Linked DNA regions of Ovis aries: region 2 is linked to region 1. Evidence: chromatin contacts called from public Hi-C data. All regions are on one chromosome and are shown on one strand. Each heading gives the region's core, a stretch centred on a gene start, on an enhancer-like site or on the middle of the called end of the contact. The rest is flanking DNA. Distances are from core to core; before and after follow the strand shown. Region 1 overlaps LOC121816951 (a long non-coding RNA gene). Region 2 overlaps MED13L (mediator complex subunit 13L).

What was found. A called contact is a pair of places that touch in the nucleus more often than the background predicts.
Region 2: a Hi-C map of liver shows a contact between it and region 1, with 7 times the contacts expected there. The contact joins two enhancer-like sites. A contact is called at or near these places in 7 of 16 Hi-C or Micro-C datasets (blood, liver, mixed tissues and 3 more).

The regions. Positions count from the first base shown.
Region 1 is chr17:58,379,109-58,381,808 of ARS-UI_Ramb_v3.0, reverse strand. All of the region lies in intron 2 of LOC121816951 (a long non-coding RNA gene), which reads right to left. Among named protein-coding and RNA genes, the nearest start is that of SPRING1, 98 kb to the right of the region's middle. Within about 2 kb of position 1,273, at least 23 of the 54 cell types and tissues checked have an H3K27ac peak or open chromatin away from gene starts, as enhancers often do. A contact at or near this core is called in liver, where this site is marked.
Region 2 is chr17:58,897,370-58,900,069 of ARS-UI_Ramb_v3.0, reverse strand. All of the region lies in intron 16 of MED13L (mediator complex subunit 13L), which reads right to left. It overlaps LOC121816954 (a long non-coding RNA gene), which reads left to right. Exons shown (of 4, transcript XR_009596875.1): 4 at 1-281. Among named protein-coding and RNA genes, the nearest start is that of TRNAC-ACA, 240 kb to the right of the region's middle. Within about 2 kb of position 1,444, at least 7 of the 54 cell types and tissues checked have an H3K27ac peak or open chromatin away from gene starts, as enhancers often do. A contact at or near this core is called in liver, where this site is marked.

The sequences.
Region 1 (2,700 bases), core at 24-2,523:
AAAAGAATTTTCTCTCTCTTTTCCAGTGAAATGTTTTCATCCCCATATTGACTAGAACAGCTCTCTCTTTGGGGTCGCACAGAGTCAGACACGACTGAGCAACTTCACTTTCACTTTCACCTCCATAAAACAAAAAACAAAAAAACAAAAAACAGGGTTTCCCTGGTGGCTCAGTGGTAAAGAACCCACCTGCCAATGCAGGAGAGACAGGTTCGATCTCTGGTCCAGGAAGATCTCACATGCCACGGAGCAACTAAGTCCGTGCACCGCAAGTGTCGAGCCTGAGCTCTAGGACCCGTGCTCCGCAACTAGAGGAGCCGCTGCAATGAGAGAAGCCAGCGCAATACCGCAAGGGCAGCCCCCGCTCTCCACAACTAGAGAAGAGTCCACACAGCTGTGAAGACCCAGCACAGCCAAAGATACAAACAAATAAGCATTTAAAAAAAGCAAACACAGAACTACTACTGCATGATCCATCAGTGCCACTGCTGCGTACAACTCCAAAGGAGACGAGACCAGAATCTTGAAGAGATACCTGAACTTCCAGGTCAATGAAGCATTATTCACAATAGCCATGACGTGGAAGCAACCTAAGTGTTCACTGACAGGTGAATGGCTAAAGAAAATGTGGCATATTTACACAAGGGAATATTATTAGGCCATTAAAAAAAAAAAAAAAAAAGGAGATCCTGCCATATGCAACAACGAGAACCTGGAAGACATTAGGCTCAGTGAAATTAGCCAGACCCAGAAACACGATACTGCACGGTATCACTTATGTGTGGAATCTGAAAAAGTTGACCTTGCAGAAGCAGACAGTAGAACAGTGCTTGCCAGGGGCTGGGAGAGTACAGGAGATGGGGAGATGGTGTGGTCAAGGGCACAAAACTTTCACGGTGAAGATGAATAAGTTCTGGGGATCTACTTAACACTGCTGGTTAATAGTACTGAACTCCATTCTTGAAACTTGATAAGAGTGTAGATTTCAAGTGTTCTCCCCCCAACACACACAAAATTGTAAGTATGGAAAATAAAGATAAAAGAATCCACCTCTGTCTCTTTCCTTTTATTCTGCTCTCTTACTTCATGCCTTAAAACAAGTCTGGCAGCAGCAGAACGCAGGGAGCTCATGAAGACAGTCTCTCCTTTAAAAATGACCATGATCTCACTCCTCCTCCCACCCCCGTGGAAACTGGAGCACGGCTCAAGGAGACCTGCTGTCACAGGATCCGGCTTACGGGCACAAAAGCCGGGAAATTTCAGAGCCAATCTGGGCCAGGGGAGGCCAGAGCTCGTGAGCTGGGCTGAAATGATTCTTCCAGACTGCAGAGAAGAGAGTGGCCTGCCCGCCCGCCAGCCTGCCCAGCGGCAAACAGGAAATCCCAGAATTTATAGATGACCCCGTTACAAGGCAAATGTTTTGGAACAAATTGTTCTTCTTTTTAAATCCTTGTTTTCCACTAGTTCTTCTTTCTGGATTCCCCCCTCCTTTCCACCTTCCCGCTGTCCTTGTTAAACCGGGGCCACAGCGCCACCTGCTGCCTATCGCGGGCAGAGGGCCTCCACTCGGACAGGCCCTGGGTCCTGCCCCCAGCCCCCCTGCCCTACCAGGGGTGAGTGAGCGGCTTTCTGGCTCCTGTCCCAAGGGTTTGTGCTTAAGGTCACGTACCAAGCCGCAGGAGAACTGCTCCTGTGGTTCTTACGTGACCTGAAGACTCGTGGTAAGCTGTCTCCCCACCGCCCGTCCTCTGGGAAGGCTGGTGGAAAAAGCAAGTCATGTGGTATGACCGGCCAAGGCCAGGTCTCCACTCCGCGCACACCAGCTGGGCCAGCTTTGGTCAATCATGTCAACCCAAGGAGCCTCGACTTCATCCGGGCCCAAATGCAGCAACTTCGCCCGGTGGTCTGGAAAACGTGAGGTGCACGTGCCACAGAAGATGCTCCACGGACGTTGGTCTCCTTTCTTTCTGTTTGGAGTGCTGCTCATTGGGAGGGAATAGCCAGAGAGTCTTAGGGGCAAAGCCTGCACCTCATGTTTCTCTCCTGACAGGAGAGCTCCGCACGGGCACAGCCCGCCCCGGGCACACGATGAGCCTCAGCACAGCCCCCGCGTGTGAGCTGACGACTCTGGGTGGGCTGCTTCCCCCTCTTCAGGCTTGGGTTCCTCCCCTGTATCTGGGGTGGCATTCATGCCCACAGCACAAAGCTTGCTGAGCACTGAAGTGAAAGCACATCCAGAATTTAGCGGGGAGGACTTGGAGAGTAGTAAAGTCGCCCACGACCCTAGCTGTCGTCATTATCGTGAGACGAACATGGTGCCTCACACGTGGGAAGAAGCATTTGGTAAATGAATGAATGAAAATCATCAGAGGACGTGAGGCAGAAGTTAGTCACAGTTCAGGCACCGATGTGCCATGAGATACTAAATGTCTGCACTTGACCATTCCCATCCAGAAACCTTCCTTTATTGAGTATACGATCCTCCACCCAGGACCTCAATTTTTCCACTTGTTGGATGGGCATGACATCCATCCTCCCTATTTCTGAGAGGGGATCTGTCCAGGGGTATGTGTGAAACAGCTTTGAAAAGTTTTAATAGAGTGTAGGAAGGAAGGAAGGCTTTATTTTCATTTAGGGTGGTTCCATGTGCCTGGTGGCTTCACCCTTACCCTCCAAGGGTTCCTGGGGCTCTCTGGGGGT
Region 2 (2,700 bases), core at 195-2,694, 520 kb before region 1:
GACAATCACACTGTGCTGTTTTCTCATAAGCAGTGACTTCTGTCTGGAACAGCCACAAAGACAACAAAACAGTGCCCACGATTTTGTAATAAAAGTTCTTATTGTAATAAAATGTTCTTGATATACATTCTTAGAGGTACCCATAAAACAGATTGGGATCACTCTTTCCAATTAGAAGGTATCAAAAGAAATAAGATTTTTTTAAATGCTTAAAATTCTTCTGTTAATACTGTACTTAAACTAATGTTCCTCCAATAAAGTACATATTCATTCACTTATAATTTGAAAGAAGAATGTCATAAAGTAATGGCTCTTTGAATCATTTTCTTCTGATTTTTAATTACCTATGCCTAACCTACCAACCTGAAAATCCAAATCAGGCTCTGCAAAGAAATGTTCAATCTGAGGCACAGCGGTGTCTTTGAGTACAGATAACGCGTGACCCAGAAACCCTGATCAGCAATCACTGCTATCTCAGAGAGCAAAATAGTAAGTGTGTAATAATGATCTTTACTCTAATTGGACTCCTTTCAAATTTTCCTGTTCAACAAAACTCTAAAATGATTATGCAGTTCAGATCAGAAAAGGAACTACAATGATTAACTGAAAACCTAAATAATTAAATTGCTCCCAAGGCAGTAAAATGGTTTATTGTGTATAGGAACCTGACTTTTCCCATTCAAGGAAAATGAACTGAGGACCAACCAACCCCATCCTAGTTGCTGGGTATGCAACAGTGGGAAAAAAAAAGAGGAAGGAAAGTCAGTGCATGGCAAGTATGAGCGGCATCAAGAGACTGCTGGTGTGTTCTGTAATAAAGCGGGAGGACTTCCCTGCAGCTCAAACAGTAAAGAATCTGCCTGCGATGCAGGAGACCAGGGTTCAATCCCTGGGTTGGGAAGTTCCTCTGGAGAAGGGAATGGCAACCCACTCCACTATTCTTGCTTGGAGAAGTCCATGGACAGAGAAGCCTGGCGGGCTACAGTTCATGGGGTCGCAGAGAGTCAGACACAACTGAGCAACTAATACACACACACACACAGTGACACACACACACACACACAGAGTGATGCAGACCACAGCAGGAGGACTTCCCACAGGCCACAACTGTGCAGTCCAGGAAGTAAGGGAACCACCAGCCCCACGTGCTGAACTTAAAGGCGCAGTACACTTATTTCATCCCAGAGAGTTAACAGTGCCAGTTTAGAACACCAAGAATCTCTGGGGTGGCAGACAACAGATTTCGATCTAAACAATGATCTAATTATCTAGTTACAGAAACTATCTTGCAGCAAAGGGGTGTGTGTTACTGTTTTGAGGAGCTTGTGTAAGAGGCTAGGCTGTGGAATGGCTCCTGAAGTGGCTGCACTGCTTGTGATCAGCATGCTAACCCCTGGCGTGCTAGTTGCTCCAGCTGTGCGGGCCAGTTTGAGACAAAACAAGCTGGGACACGACTGGAGAACGGCAGCAGAGAATAAGCCAGGCCCTGCCCTACAGAGTGCTTCTGGGCACACACTTTCATCCTGTTGGTGGCATGTTGCTTCCACAACCATTAGTTCTCAGAGCGTTTCAAAAATCTTGTGCCTGAAACTCCATGTTAAAGAGGAGAAGACCTAGGTAAAAGGATCCCTTAAGGTCATACAGAGACTAAACAAAAAAGGCAGGAATTCGAGTCCTATGACTCCATGTACTTCTCCAAGTCTAAGGTTCTTTTAAAGTACTTCACTGTCACAGTTTTTCATTCCAATACAGACTTTACACAAACATAATCATAAAGCCTGCTTATAAAATTAAAGTTGATTTCATTAAGATGATTTCTATACAAGGTCACAAAAGTAGCCCACAAACTGGACCTACAGCATAAATTTGTCTTAGCTTTTAGAATGTAACTCTGAATTAACTGTCAACAATTTTTTCTGTGTGTGTGTGGGGGGGGGAGGGGGGGGGAGGGGCGGGGCGCGCTACACGTCTTGCAGGATTTTAGTTCCCTGACCAAGGATTGAACCCAGGCCATTCACAGTGAAAGTGCCAATTCCTAACCACTGGACTGCCAGGGAATTCCCAACTATCAACATTTTAAAAAGGAAATGTACATTAAAATCTCTCACATTCCTGCCTGAACAACTCCCTAAGGTTGAACTGCCAAAAAAAAAAAAGCAAAAAAAAAAAAGTCCCTTTAAAGGGGACAACACACACTCTCGAACAGTTTGCTGTTGGCCCCGCTCTCCCCACACCCCTACAGCGACACTGAGTGTCAATGGCGGCTAGTATTTTGCTCGACCCTGTCCACTCCATTCACATATTGCTTACTTGGTCCTGACATTTGCGTTTGTGGCCTTTTACTTTAAAGCATTTACATTATGTCATTAAGAAATTATCAATCAAAGGGAAAACTAATTCTGCACTGCTGAAGTCAGAATTATTTGGGGACAGTACAAACTACGTACAAGCTATGACAAATACTTCCTTTTCCCTCCTCCATATCACAGCACCGTTCTATTGCTGCTTTCTTGTATGACATGGGGTCAGCAACAGAAATTAGCATATGAATACTTAACCTTAAAGTGCCTTAAGTAAACACATCTGAAATCATCAAAGTACATATAATGAAGTACTTACCACCATCACCCTAAAAATATTACCTACTCCAATCTACTGCTTGGTTCTGTGACAGACACTAATTTGACACTGAATGACCAT